3 separate regions of the Mus musculus genome follow, and regions 2 and 3 are each linked to region 1. Evidence: chromatin contacts called from public Hi-C data. All regions are on one chromosome and are shown on one strand. Each heading gives the region's core, a stretch centred on a gene start, on an enhancer-like site or on the middle of the called end of the contact. The rest is flanking DNA. Distances are from core to core; before and after follow the strand shown.

Region 1 (5,120 bases), core at 920-3,419:
GCAAGATCATTTCCATAGACCAGCACTGCAAAGCTGTACTTCAGTTAGTGGCCACATGCCCTAGACACAACCTTTGTGTTACAGGAGGACACATGGGGCTCTGTAAATAGTGAAGCTTGAAGAAGTCACATGGCTAGTTAGTCTACACTCTAAATGCACCTATGATTTTTATGCTCTTTATTTATTAAAGAGGCTGAGTCCATTGGTGACAGTCGAGGTAAAAGAGTTAGCTCTCATGTGGTCAGTTCTGTCTGAGCCTCTGACAAAGACTATTTGCTGAGGAAAGATAACCACTTTCCTCTTAATTTTTAGAATATTTAATCTTTATTTTATGCATAGAAGTGTTTGTCTTCATATGTGGATGTGTACCACACTCATGCCTGATGCCAACAGAGGTCAGAAGACAGTGTTGGATACCCATGAATTACAGGCGGTTGTGAAACACCCTGTGTGTGTATGTGTGTGTGTGTCTGTGTCTGTGTGTGTGTGTGTGTGTGATTTGCAAAAGCACTGAGTGCTCTTAACCACTGAGACATCATTTCTATGCCCCACCCCCCAACCCCTTACTCTTTAAACCATCCTAGGAAGGAAGTTTCCATAGAAACCTGTAAGGTTCTATGCAAGGCTGTCAGCAAGCTCTGTACCCTGGCTTCCTGTCATCGTGCAAACTGTCACTAGTTTTAATTAGATTTAACATGCCACGAAAAAGTGCACAGAGAGAAACGGAGAGCAAAGATTGCAGTGTGGGCTTTCCCTCACATGCCCAGCACAGCTGTGCATTAGAACTCTAATATCCCCAGACTGGGAAATAGAAGAATGCCACGCGTATGGAAAAATGACGCTACTGCTGCTGCTGCTGTCCAAATGGGAAACATGGGTGGGGAAAATAATTCAGAGAGAGTGGGGGAAAGGAGAAAACGATCCCAAATCCCCAGCAGCTGCAAATAAGAAGCAAGTGAATCTGTTACCTTGGATGAACTCTAATTTCCTGCTCACAGATGGCAGGGTCCTGTTGAGACCCAGGATCCTGTCCAGGTGGAAGGCGAACACTTCACTCATGTCCAGCGGCTGCTTGAGAAGCCCACAGGGGCTAGGCCCGCAGCCAGGCACAGAGCCTGAGGTGCTCCCTTCCAACACCAGCAAGCGGGTACCACTCTTAGAGATAGGTAGGATGCTAGCCACCTCACTATCAGCCAGGAGGCGCATTCTGCGGATGTCTTCTTTGCTCAGCCATGAGGGGGCGCTCTCGCTATAAATCCTAATGTTGCTCTCTCGGGCCCTAGGCTGCTGCAAGTTTGAACCTCTAGTTCTGACTCCAGGACCACGCAGCACCCTCCAGGGTCGTTCACCAACCTTGGTTAGGTAACCCTGAACATAGCCAGGTACTTCAGCATCTGCTGCCCGTGCAGCTTCCTGCTGTATAAGGGATGGTCTAACCAGCACCTCCTGATCAGGGGCTGCAGATGCCACCGCATACTTCTTCCTGCGCTTGGGTTTCACCGTGCCACGGATATTCGCAGGCTTGCTGCGCTTGGAGCGTAGAGTAATGTACACCACGTTGGGCTGCAAAGTGCTTCCATTGCCCTGCAACTCTGGAGGGGCCAGGGTACCATCCAGGGGAATCTCAGAGAAGGGTACCTTGAAGATGTCGTGACCGTTGGGTGGTCCCCTGTCAGTCGCCTGCCCATGCTGAAAGGAACCTCTGCCCACCTGGCTCACCAGAAAGCCCAGGTAGATGGCACAGGCAGTGCCCAGCAGGAGGTTCCGTCTGGTCCTGGGACGCCGACTACTCCAAAGTTTACACACTCGTGGGGCGCACAGAGAGCAGACAAACCAGTTTACGAGCTGCCCCGGCTTGTCTGGACAGGTCATTTCTCTGCCGCTTCCACATGCTGAACTGAGTTTAAAGTCTGCAGCTGGCTCCGGGTGACATGATTCATGGCTTCCTGAATCCAGCCGTCCAGTCCGCTTCGCTATCTAAGTGGTCTCCAACAGGCAGAGAGGTAAAAGAGAAGGGTCGCTGCTGCGGGTTCTGGGAACGCTTTGTGAACTGGCCACCGCAAGCCTTTTAAACTCCTATCAGCCTTTCCCAGGAGAAAGGAGGGCTGACTCTGGGAATGAATGGAAACAAGAGTTGACTGAATCACTAACTCAACCCATTTCAGTTCCTCTACAAGAGGAAAGAGGCGAGTAACCCTTTCCTTCCACAAATTCTACCAAGTTTGGTGTAAAGTTTAAAATGCGGAAGCAAGATAGGTGTGTGAGTCTGATTTTACTTTAAAGTAATGAAGACAAGCTGCAAAGAGCGTTTGCTAGCTCACAGTTAAAGCCACTACATCTGAGAAGCAAAACTCTTAAAAGTCATCAACCAGGATCCCCTGCAGACCCCCTTTTTGTGATTCAGAAATAAGAAAAGAAATAAATACTTTTTAAGATTTTTATAGACACCCTAACTTTTGTAAGATATATATTACAAAAATATCAAGTAGTGAGTTCATATTTAAACATATTCTCTTAACTAATGTTCCACATTGTTTTCACAATATATTCCATATCTAAAATTGTTATTTAACTACCCCTTGATGTTTATATAGCTTGAAAAGGGTGAGTTCTCTCTCTCTCTCTCTCTCTCTCTCTCTCTCTCTCTCTCTCTCTCACACACACACACACACACACACACACACACACACACAACTTTTTATTCCTTTTCTTTCCACTAAAGAGAGCAAAAATGAAAGAAAAGAATATCTAGGTTTTTTGGTGGGTTTTTTTTTGTTGTTTTTTTTTTTGTTGTTGTTTTTTTTGCCTTTTTCTTCACATTTTTAAATAGAGGGAAAAAGTTGTTTAAGAAGAAAAACAAAACTTTACTTACACAGCTGGCCCCACGCTTAGCTCCAGGAAGAATGGAATTCCTGACTCTAATGCACAGAACTTTGAAAGGCTGAGGCACGTAAGGAGAACATATTTCATGGCCAAGGGTGTTCCACCTTTCAAACATCTCGGCTCAGCCTTAAAAGCTGCCGCCTTCTAACAGCGGAGCAAAATGATTTGTAAACTGGCTGCTGCGCCGTTTTCAGACACGTGAGGTTCTTTTTAAAGATGACTAAAAAAATAAAAAATAAAATTTAATTTTGAATTTCTCCAAACACAGCTCAGACCCAGTTTTCATTCAAACAACTTTCTGCTCCTTTCAGCCCCTGGGAGCCCCCTAGTGTCTCATTTGCTAAGCGACACAGAAATGGCAGCCTTGGGAAGCTGAAGTGATCTGAAGTGTTTTGCTGGAGTTGGCGGAGACCCTGTTGCCAAATAAATACCTTAGAAAAATGAGGAGTGCCCACTGACCCCTGCCTGACCCCACGGAGTTGGGAAGGGGAAACTGGACGCCAGAGTCCAGGGCCTGCAACTTACCTTACATCTGGGCTGTTTGCAGACTAACTCTTGTCTCCCACCAGTTCTCGATGGGGGTAAAACGGCCAGGAAAGGTAGACAAAGCTAAGAAGGGGGTCACTGGAAATGAGTAGAGAAACGGAAGCGTGAGATAAGAGTGGGGTGTAGGGAGATGAGAAGGTTCTTGCAGCATGCAAATGAACACAGCAACAGCCCTCAGAAGGCAGCCTGGACCCCTTCTGATTGGAGGTCTTCTGAAAACAGGTTAGTGATTGGCCTGGGTCATTTGCATGTCCTGGCACAAAGGCAGGATCAGATGACCTTGGGGTCTCACTGGGCTTACTTGTCTCTGCTTCCACAGCAAACAGAATCAAACAAGAAGCCACCAATGGGATAGGGACGATTACCCCCTTTTTAGAGAAAAGGCTGTGATGTGGTGGGAAATGAAAATAATAGAATATGATGCTGTATAATCCTTAAAATATCGTGTTACAATGCCAAAAAAAAAAGCAAAGATTTTCCCATTCTCAAACTATTCTTCCTCTTTAAAAGTTATGATACATCATGAAAAGAGACAAATCAGAGATGGACAGGAACCTTAAAGTTCTGACTGGCTTTGACTAAACTTAATGAGAATTCGGGCACTGAAGTCATTTTCTTTATGCTCCAAAACTCTTAAAGCAAACTCTATGAACATGAATTTGTTTTCTAGAAAGTATCTCAGAAGTTTCTGAGATGGGACAATGGCAGAACTGCTTTTTTGTTTGTTTGGTTGGTTGGTTTGGCTTGGTTTTTTCGAGACAGGATTTCTCTGTGTAGCTCTGGCTGTCCTGGAACTCTTTGTAGACCAGACTGGCCTCAAACTCAGAAATCCACCTGCCTCTGCCTCCCGAGCGCTGGGATTAAAGGTGCGCGCCACCACGCCCGGCTCAGAACTGCTTTTTATAGCTATCTTGTACTTTACGCATATTCAAAAGATTAATTGACCTAAGTAAGCCTTTACAAAGGAAAGCCCTGAGCTGAGGTGTGGCTTGCTGATAGAGCACTAGTTTAGCATGTGGGAGCTCTTAAAGTCCTATTTTTGACAACATAAAATATTAAATTAAAAACTCATAGATAAACATTTGGCAGAAGCCTCTTCCAGACGTTTTAAAGGCAACTTTAGGGGGCACCTAGGAAGCAGAAGGTTGTGTGGGCTCATAAATCCAGCTGATTCCTCTCTTACCTGAAAAGAATGTTCCTTATAAGGAAAGATTCAGTTCATTATTCCCCTCCTTCCATCACAATGGGGACTAACAGGAGCTAAGCCGTGTGGTCAGCAAAGGATAAGTCAGAAACGTGGCTCTGCCCCTCAATTACTGTGGTGCAGACTGGAACCGGTCTCATCTTCAGTATTGAGGAGTCCACATCCAAGAGTCAGACAACAGCACTCGCCCTGAGGGCTCCCCCTTGTGGTTAAAGGAGTCAGCATGGATGGAAGGACCTTCTGGAAGAGTTGGTGATGTGTTTGTCTTTCTCGCCTCCTGTCCACACCTTACTGAGTTTCTCAAAGAACCGTCTACTGAAACCGGTCATGCCAAGGAAAAGCCATTACTGTAGACTTGGGGACAAGCATAAGAAATTATTTATGTTGTGAAAATAAAATCAGTACATCAGACGAGGCTCCTTCGATGTAATCAGAGAACAGTTAGTATATCATTACTTCCACTGCCATTCAAACCTATGCTGAGGCC
Region 2 (5,120 bases), core at 958-3,457, 720 kb before region 1:
GAAAACTTAAAAATAATCCAAGAAAATATTCTATAATTAAAGACATTCTGAATGCAAGTATGATTAACTTGCTGAAAGAGACAAGTTGCACAGTAAAATTAATGGCATTTTTATGTCCTAAGAGTAAGCAGGATTTGACGATGCTTTGTGAGAGATAATTTTATGTGAGTTCGTGGGTGATCTTCCTTGTACCAGACAAAAAATGACACTTATTCCCTGTTCTCATTCTTATGCTTGCTCAGCTGGCAGGGACCTACTGCCTTAATGACTATTTCTGCCACACAGAATTCTTTCTTTGACTAAGCATATGTAAGAAAATACCTTTCATCTTCTTTTTCTGCTGCCCACAAAAGAGGGGTTGATTGGCTTGAATATTTCAGAGAAATAGCAAGACAGCAAGAATTGGAGAGCAGGAGAGGCATTCATTTTCAGGTAAAGGTAGACAGCAGCATATTTTCCCTCTCAGTGGGAATAAGATCTTCTGATGCATTCTATTATTGTCAAATACTCTTCACAAGCTCTACCAAATGTATTTATGAAAATATGTGATGTTATATGCAAAATTCACAAAACCTTAATGACACTTTTCATTTTTCTTTTAATTGATAAAAAATGACTGCAGGTACTTCGTATTTCCTAAGTAAATATATACATGTATCATACAACATATGATGTTCAAAACGCTGTGGTAGTGTGATCATTTTCTATAATTGCAGCTTCATATATTGAAGCTCTTGCAAAATTGTAGACACAACTAAAGGCACATAGGCATGCTATCTTGTCTAGCCATGAGAATCTAGCACCCATCAAATAATGAATTAGGCCTGGATCTCCTAAGGTCCTTATTCAAATTCTCAGGCATCAAGAAACTGTCCAAGAACTGGAGGTCTTCAATGATAACTTTTCTCCTTTGCATCTCTACTTCTCCTTTCTACGGATAAGAGGAGGAGATGCTGAAAATGTGATTCAGCCCTCTCTGAAGATTTCCTCTAGAACAAAAACACAATCATGGTGGTTACTGTGAAAGTAAACTCCTTTGGACTCATGAATTGTTAGACACACATTCCAGGGTAATTGAAGGAATGAAAGTATGTTGTGTGCGAGCAGTACCATTCATGAGACAGAGACCTGATGACCTGATCAAATAAAAGAGAGAAAGAGAAATCATTTGATTGCCAGCACTGCCTTCTCTGTTTCCAGATCTACCTAGTGTCTGCCACTCCTTAGACAGGAGCTGGTCTTGACCCCAGGACTTCCACAACATCTTCTGACCCATGAAGGACTGTTGGTCCAAGCAACTATGAGCAAAAGAAATACTTTTAATTACTTTTTATCAGGCATTTTATTCTAAAAATGGAAAGAGTAACTAAGCTAGTAATGAAGGGAATTATTGGTTATCTTTGAACAAAAGAAAGAATGATCAGTCTGTAGTGATGGTGTGTTATTACAGAACTGACCCAGATAGGAAGCTCAAGGCAGAGGCTTTTCTCTCACGTAACCAAGTGGTAACAAAGTCTTGAACTTTGAACACAGTACTATCAGTTAACAAGAGGCAATAGTTTGAGGCAAATCTAAGAAACAAGACCAAAACATTATATGGAGATATAGGAAGTGGGGGAGTATTCTGTAGGATAGGATGGGGGATGTTTAAACCTCATGTCGATAGCCGTAAATACTGTCTGCAGATTGCTTTAAATAACAAAACAACATAACCCCACTTTGCTGTCCAATAAAGGTTTAGATTCACAAGAATGTTTTAGTGACCCAAGGTAGACCATCATGTCTAGAATTATCACTACGAAACTGTGTGTTTTATAACTTCTTGAGAAAGACTGCATGGTGAATGTGATGATGAAGAAATGTGTACTTTTGTTGTAAATGTTGCCCTACAGAGTTTAGATTACGGCAATCCTGTTTAAATTTTCTCTTTTCTCATTCCCAACCATGTCAGCTTCCAGGTCTTGGTTATGGTTAACAAAAGTCTTAAACAGAATTTATTGACCTAATGAGTTGTCAGCTTGGTAACTGATTCCCTGACATTTTGTTAATGGGCTGCTTTATTGCATGAAGTTAACAAATGTCTCTTGTTAGTCAAAATACTTCATAGTTCAGCAACAATTGCTCATGGGAAGGAACGGAAGAGAGAGCTAATGTCAGACCACCCACTCGGTTTTCCTGTGTTCACTTTGTACCTTCCCTGTCCTCTCTGGCTTGCCTCAGTGCCTTTCCTTACTTGTGCCCTTGATAATAGTCAAACCCTTGTTCTTATTCTGTCGCCTACAGAGAAGCACATTCTTTTCAGTTTTAAATGATGTAGGAGCTCTTTCTTCTACTAGGAATCCATGGGGCTTATTATGAAAGGGTACATTGCGTGACAGTTTGAAAATAAAACTAATTAGCTCTAAAAATATAATCCTTTCAGTTCAGGCATTTTATATTTTCAATAATAACAACAGAAATACTCATTTTTACAGTGGAGAGTACATCATTGAAAATACAAAATATTAATAGTAGTAATGAAAATTATGACATAAATAAATGTCATGACCTTGAAGCCTGAAATAAACATTTCACTGGTTTCTATTTCCATATTTTAAGATTGAGTCATGCAAAAAGAATACATTAAAATCACATCTGTAGATTACAATAATATATGTTGAATTCTAAAAATGAATAATGATTTAAACATTGCAGAGAAGACTTAGATTTAATAAGAATCCAGCTCAAATCTCACTAGAGATAGTGAATAGCAGGCTAGCCAGAAATTCCATTCGCAAATGTCTGGACTCCTGCTAGGCATTTCCTGCACATTCAAAGCTCATCACAAACATCTCCAATTAGCACCAGAGGACATTGAAAAAGGTGAAAGAGTGTTAGTGTGCACTTGCATGCAGATGCTGCTACCAAAGAAAAGCTCATTGCAGCCAGCCTACAGAGACAGCAACCTTTTTTTATGGGAGAGATTTGCATATTAAGAAAGGAATTAGGATATTTACAAGACACTTTTCAGTATTCACAAACGAAAAAAGCTCCCCTTATTCTTAAAAACCTTTGCTTTTTTGTGGGTATAAATTCTTCATGCTATGTTCCAAAGGCCATAAAAGTTCTTTACTTTATTCAGGTTTATTAAGATATTGAATCTTAATGAGAAACTCATGTTAAAAGTACTTTCTTGTATCATTTCAAGAATTGGTGTTGAAAGAGCAAGTTATTTCTTGGCATATGCAAGTGCCATTAATTATCATTGCATGAGCTCATCATTATCATTAAAAATCATCTCCTATCCTCTACACAAGGTCATTTTGCTTAAGGACCATAAGAAGAGGAAAATGTAATGCCCACAAGCTACCATTACATTTCCCAAAACTTGGTTACTTACTTTTACAATTCTCTACTTGGATGCATACCAGCTTGAATTTTATTTAAACATTTTATATTTTTAAAGTTCAATGTTTGAGCCATTTTAACACTTGCTTCACTGTGGTAATTGATTAAATATGTATATATTTGTCATATTTTTATATTAGCATCCTTAGGCATGTAAAATATTGCTATTGGTGGGCACACTAAGTCTAAAATAACCAAATAGCAAATAGCAAACTAATAAATAAATCTATCATTTCTATGCTGCTCCCTATGTGGTTGTATTTAGTTCTGGAGGGAGGGTTGTTTTGTATTGTTCTTCATTGAAAAAGTTTCTGATTCTGAGTGCAGACATCTTGACACTCTAGTACTTTTGAGGTAATGATCAGAAAGAACCATTTTCCCACTTCAGACTCATTTCCAATACAGGTTGGAATAGATATCATATTATGAATTTCCAATAGTCTAAATTACAGAAACTTATTTTATTCATTGAATAGAGCTATTGGATTTACAAAGGTAGATCATGTTTTACAGTTCAGGTGAGATAATTTAATCCTGATAATTTTATTTGCTGTGAAAAACATGTGTGAAGGATCTGAAGCTATTTTATACAGGATGGTAGAACAGTCCAGGAAATGAATAGGTAAGAAGTTTGCTTTAAATTGGAACAAGGACATTTTGTTAATTTTAAGGAAAAGTAATAGAAATAGCATAACTCTCCCCCCCCCCAGAAGGAATGCCATCCCACCCAAGTTGGTAATACATCATAATAATGAAAGACCACATAGCCACTTTTTCTTCAACTCACATGTGCAGGATCTTTTGAAGCTCACTAGGATCAGATGCCCAAGGTGGGAAATAGGTGGGTTGTACATTCAGAAAAATCAGATGGGCTGAGAAATATAGGACTTTCTAAGGAAGCACTGGGATGGCTCTGTAGGTAAAAATAGTCTATGGGGGTGAGCCTAGCTGAGAATCCTACCAATAGAAGATATGGAGTCTCAAGTGGCCATCTCCTGTAGGCAGGCAGGACTTTCAGTAGAGGGCAAGGGACATCAACCCTCCCACAAAACCATCAACGCCAAATTTGTCCTGCATACAAGATATGCAGCAACAACCATGGAGCAGAGGTTGAGGGGATAACCAACCAATGATGGCCTCTATTTGAGACCCATCCCATGTAGAGTCAACCCCTGACACTATTAATGATACTCTCATATCCTTGCAGAATACATCTGAAAAATGTGGCTTACATAATTCTGAATATTTCTTTTAGTTATTTAGACTTAATGTTCCAAGAACTTGACTTTTTATACATTGATTGACTTTTATCTTTTCTGCATTATCTTCTTTTAAGTCATTTTCCCTATTTATTTCCATTTTATTTGTATTTTATGTTTTAATATTTTCAGTAGTATATCTTCTAACTTTGTGTAGTTTTAATATTGTTTAATTCTATGATTTTATTTCTCATTTATTTCCTTAGCTCTGCTACTTCAAATTTCATACCATCTGCTCTTTTATGATCTTTCTGATTACTACTTAGAGTTCCTTTTGAAAAAATAGTTACTGAATCATTGCATTTTGTTTTTATGCAGGAAACTATATTCGTTCAATTTTTCATCCTGCTTCATGACAATATTTCCAAGTCAATATTATTTCCTGCCATGCATTCATACTTTCACATTTCTTTTCGACTTTTTAAAATGTATGCTCTATGTTGGCCTCTGTTCAAATATATTCATCTTGGAGTG
Region 3 (5,120 bases), core at 1,152-3,651, 660 kb before region 1:
TTTAGTCTGCAGCCAAGGCAGATGGATGGTTGTATGGAGACACTGCAGCTAGACTTGTTTGCCTGCTGGTCTATTGATTCTAGACTTGAAAACAAAATGATGGATCCAGTGAGAAAAACCTGAATACAAACTAGAGTTCCCAAGAGTTCTAAAATATTGTTTTTATTTATGACTGGTATTTATTGTATTTTAAATGCTTGTTTATTGTAATGTTTATTTTAAAATAGTTATGTGTATTTATTGAAATACACATAAGGCTTCTTGTGATTTACTTAGTTCCATGACCCTCAAAAATATGATCATGAAGAAAATTGTTTTCAATGGTTGACCTTGTGTTGACTCTCCTCAGTATTTATGCGTATAAACCCAATACTCTTTTTGGAACATCAGGTAAATGAGCACAATACAACTTTTAGGAGAATTTTACCCAGCACATCTCTTAATAGAAATACAGTGACATTCCTTTCTCTCTCTGTCTCTTCTTTCAGTCTCTCCCTGTTGTTCTCCCTTGAATCACATTCATGCCTGTCCTCTCCTTGAAGCTTACACCTCTGTTTCTTTACTATTGTTACCTACATATATATGTAAGTGTGTATGCACTAGCACAAATATAAGTGCAACCCCTGATCCCATTTTTGCTGTTTCTACATAATGATTTCAGTACCAATCACCTAACATTGTACAACCAATGAAGGGTCACATCACTTAGAGAGACTAACTCTCTTTATCCCACCCATCTATATATGGAGACCCTGTGAATTTTTCCCCTTTTCTTTTTTTTTTTCTTTTTTTAGTATAAAAAAGATTTATTTGATTTTTTTAAGGTAATTTCTTCTTCTTTTTTTTCCATTTTTTATTAGGTATTTAGCTCATTTACATTTCCAATGCTATACCAAAAGTCCCCCATACCCACCCACCCCCACTCCCCGACCCACCCACTCCCCCTTTTTGGCCCTGGCGTTCCCCTGTACTGGGGCATATAAAGTTTGCGTGTCCAATGGGCCCTCTCTTTCCATTGATGGCCGACTAGGCCATCTTTTGATACATATGCAGCTAGAATGAATTTATGAAATTCCTAGCCAAATGGATGGACCTGGAGGGCATCATCCTGAGTGAGGTAACACATTCACAAAGGAACTCACACAATATGTACTCACTGATAAGTGGATATTAGCCCCAAACCTAGGATTCCCAAGATATAAGATACAATTTGCTAAACACATGAAACTCAAGAAGAATGAAGACTGAAGTGTGGACACTATGCCCCTCCTTAGAATTGGGAACAAAACACCCATGGAAGGAGTTACAGAGACAAAGTTTGGAGCTGAGATGAAAGGATGGACCATGTAGAGACTGCCATATCCAGGGATCCACCCCATAATCAGTATCTAAACGCTGACACCATTGCATACACTAGCAAGATTTTATCGAAAGGACCCAGATGTAGCTGTCTCTGGTGAGACTATGCCGGGGCCTAGCAAACACAGAAGTGGATGCTCACAGTCAGCTAATGGATGGATCACAGGGCTCCCAATGGAGGAGCTAGAGAAAGAACCCAAGGAGCTAAAGGGATCTGCAACCCTATAGGTGGAACAACATTATGAACTAACCAGTATCCCCTTTTCTTTAACATGTCTATTGATACTGGCATTGTTTTTCAGTCTTGTTTAAGGCAATCATTTCGAGAATAGACTGTTTCACATCAGACATTCTAGTATTATGGCTTTTACATTCTATTTGTTCTCTAGTCTGTGATATGTGATATATCCTGAACTATAGATACAAGTACTATAATGTAGATGTACCCACTGAAGCTAGTTTCTGCACAATTTGTTGATCTCTGCATTGTGATCAGTGGCAGGTATCGGTAATGCTCTCAATTACCATTGAAAAGAGGCTTCTTCATTGAAGGTAGTAGCTACATTTATCTGTGGGTCCAGGAATAAGACATAAAATGTAGTGAGGAATTATGCTGACCTAGCAAAGTGGCAGTAATGCATTACATTCTAAGGTTCATGATCTCACTAGCCCTTGCAGGCTGTCTAGACAGCATCTCTATTGTCTCCTAACTTAATGGTACCTTCTAAGATGCTTTTACTTTAATAAAACATTTTTCCCATTGTGGGATGCTAAAATTCATATGACATAGTTGATGCAATAGCTTTCATTTTTAGACTGAAGGAAATACCCCAATTATATCTAAGATGAAAAGTATATGAACACATAGTCCTGTCCCTATTTTTCTCTGTATTTAGACAAATAAGTCTTACTCTCTAGTGCAGAAGGAATAACAGGGTTCTAATTATTCATATTCTCCTTCCTCTGTCTCTCATAATGCCATTCTGTCACCTCCTACTCTTCCTCAACCCCTCTTCTCCAGAAGGCTGGGCCATCTGGGGCTCTACCCCATGAGAACATAACAGGCTGCTCCCTTCAAAATGCAGCTTTCTGATGAAAGGCTTCATATTATAGCTCACTCATCATTTGCATTTTTTGCATCTTTCAAACATTGCAGATAGTTGACTCATAATTTATGGCATAAATTAAATGGAAGGGTTGGGTTCATTTAAATTATTAATAAAAATATCAAATTCCAAGAAGGGTCCAGAGAAGAAAATGAAGGGCTGATGGAGAAATAGCCTATATAAAAGCCAAGTCTACGATTATGACTTGTGGCTAAAATCCTATGCAAAGTAGGACATTATGCAGAGGCTTAAATATCCCACTTATAAATCCATCCTTTCCTTTTTTGAGGGGTTAATACAATACCATCTTCTTTAGGTTTTGATACTCAGTGAGATTTCTGCCTATCTCTGCCATTATTGGGGATTTTTAATTTTAGCATTTTGAATCAGCAAAATAATTCACAGATGACAAACACGAAACATGTAGGTTTGCAGTGAAGAATTAATTTCTGCTGTGAGAAATAAATGTTGGATTTCTGCTACATTCGCCTGCTGACACCCCAAAGCTCACTGCAGTTTTTGGAAGTAGGACTTTAGGGAGGTCATTGAAGATTGACAGCTTTTTATGAGGACTAGGTTACTCCTTTCCCATTTGGGCTGAGTGAAGTTCTAAGAAGATTGGCTGCAAAATTGGGAACATTTGTTCACCAAGCAGAACAACTTCTGTATTAATCACCCCACCCTCTAAAACTGTTAGCAATAAAATGAATAAGCATTTGCAGTCTACTGGATTCTGTGGTAGCAATACAAACCTAGGTACCTGAACCTCAAACCACTCACCCAGTATGTTAACTGTTATTATTGTTGTTATCTCCTATGCTCTTCCCCCATGTCATGAGTCTTCTCTATATTTGTAGGATCCATATGTAAAAATGAGTATGAATATACATTTGAATGCTTAGATGTATGATTGTGATTCCTTTGTATGAAACTAACATCACATATCCTGCTTTTTGTTACTGTTTAGACATGTACAGAGAGAGAGAGAGAGAGAGAGAGAGAGAGAGAGAGAGAGCCTGATCCTCACATCTTTTTTTATTGAGACAAAGAGATTTCTATTCCTTTATTGTGACTGATTGTGCCATTGAAGGGAAATGTAGTACACTGCTTAAGTAGCATGAAGTTTTTGATATTAGAAATGATTGTGCTACAATAAAAGAGCTTGCATGTAAGCCATTTTTCAGATACAGTGTTATAGATGAACCAGAAACCATAGACGTACTGCTGTAATAATACTGCATTTATATTAGGTTTTTATGGAGATTGTACAATCATTTCCAAAACAATGAGTGAAATATTATCCCTGTCTTCCCTCTCAGTAAGTCCTAACACCATTGTTAGCTTGTGAATGCCAGATGTCTGGGATCCATCTGCTTCCATGCCTACAGGGATAGGGTCACAGAAGTGTGTCCTTGCCAAGGTTTTCACATGAATTCTGAGGATCTGAACTTAGGTTTTTATGTTTGAGCAGTAACCACTTTAGCCACTGAGCCATCTCTCTCTCTCTCTCTCTCTCTCTCTCTCTCTCTCTCTCTCTCTCTCTCTCTGTGTGTGTGTGTGTGTGTGTGTGTGTGTGTATTCATACTGCTTTTAGAACTCAAATGCAAGTATGAACACACTACATATTTCCACTGAAGAAGTATCTTTTTTTTTCTTTCCATTTTTTATTAGGTATTTAGCTCATTTACATTTCCAATGCTATACCAAAAGTCCCCCATACCCACCCACCCCCACTCCCCTACCCGCCCACTCCCCCTTTTTGGCCCTGGCGTTCCCCTGTTCTGGGGCATATAAAGTTTGTGTGTCCAATGGGCCTCTCTTTCCAGTGATGGCCGACTAGGCCATCTTTTGATACATATGCAGCTAGAGTCAAGAGCTCCGGGGTATTGGTTAGTTCATAATGTTGATCCACCTATAGGGTTGCAGATCCCTTTAGCTCCTTGGGTACTTTATCTAGCTCCTCCATTGGGAGCCCTGTGATCCATCCATTAGCTGACTGTGAGCATCCACTTCTGTGTTTGCTAGGCCCCGGCATAGTCTCACAAGAGACAGCTACATCTGGGTCCTTTCGATAAAATCTTGCTAGTGTATGCAATGGTGTCAGCGTTTGGATGCTGATTATGGGGTGGATCCCTGGATAAGGCAGTCTCTACATGGTCCATCCTTTCATCTCAGCTCCAAACTTTGTCTCTGTAACTCCTTCCAAGGGTGTTTTGTTCCCACTTCTAAGGAGGGGCATAGTATCCACACTTCAGTCTTCATTTTTCTTGAGTTTCATGTGTTTAGGAAATTGTATCTTATATCTTGGGTATCCTAGGTTTGGGGCTAATATCCACTTATCAGTGAGTACATATTGTGTGAGTTCCTTTGTGAATGTGTTACCTCACTCAGGATGATGCCCTCCAGGTCCATCCATTTGGCTAGGAATTTCATAAATTCATTCTTTTTAATAGCTGAGTAGTACTCCATTGTGTAGATGTACCACATTTTCTGTATCCATTCCTCTGTTGAGGGGCATCTGGGTTCTTTCCAGCTTCTGGCTATTATAAATAAGGCTGCTATGAACATAGTGGAGCATGTGTCCTTCTTACCAGTTGGGGCATCTTCTGGATATATGCCCAGGAGAGGTATTGCTGGATCCTCCGGTAGTACTAT

Evidence for each region. Hi-C and Micro-C count contacts between places; a contact is called where the count stands out from the background.
Region 2: a contact with region 1 is called in a Hi-C map of cortical neurons, with 3 times the contacts expected there. The contact joins the enhancer-like site here to the promoter of Gask1b in region 1. A contact is called at or near these places in 4 of 39 promoter capture datasets (embryonic stem cells, hippocampal neurons and liver), 1 of 484 Hi-C or Micro-C datasets (cortical neurons) and 1 of 9 other capture datasets (embryonic stem cells).
Region 3: a Hi-C map of cortical neurons shows a contact between it and region 1, with 2.2 times the contacts expected there. The contact joins the enhancer-like site here to the promoter of Gask1b in region 1. A contact is called at or near these places in 1 of 39 promoter capture datasets (liver) and 2 of 484 Hi-C or Micro-C datasets (cerebral cortex and cortical neurons).

Annotation. Positions count from the first base shown.
Region 1 is chr3:79,882,979-79,888,098 of GRCm38.p6, reverse strand. It overlaps Gask1b (golgi associated kinase 1B), which reads right to left and starts at 2,169. Exons shown (of 4, transcript NM_133187.3): 1 at 969-2,169. The coding sequence starts at 1,872. It overlaps Gm36569 (a long non-coding RNA gene), which reads left to right and starts at 1,293. Exons shown (of 3, transcript XR_375740.1): 1 at 1,293-2,003.
Region 2 is chr3:80,605,743-80,610,862 of GRCm38.p6, reverse strand. No RefSeq gene overlaps it. Among named protein-coding and RNA genes, the nearest start is that of Gria2, 190 kb to the left of the region's middle. Within about 2 kb of position 2,207, at least 18 of the 459 cell types and tissues checked have an H3K27ac peak or open chromatin away from gene starts, as enhancers often do. A contact at or near this core is called in cortical neurons, where this site is marked.
Region 3 is chr3:80,538,847-80,543,966 of GRCm38.p6, reverse strand. No RefSeq gene overlaps it. Among named protein-coding and RNA genes, the nearest start is that of Gria2, 260 kb to the left of the region's middle. Within about 2 kb of position 2,401, at least 17 of the 459 cell types and tissues checked have an H3K27ac peak or open chromatin away from gene starts, as enhancers often do. A contact at or near this core is called in cortical neurons, where this site is marked.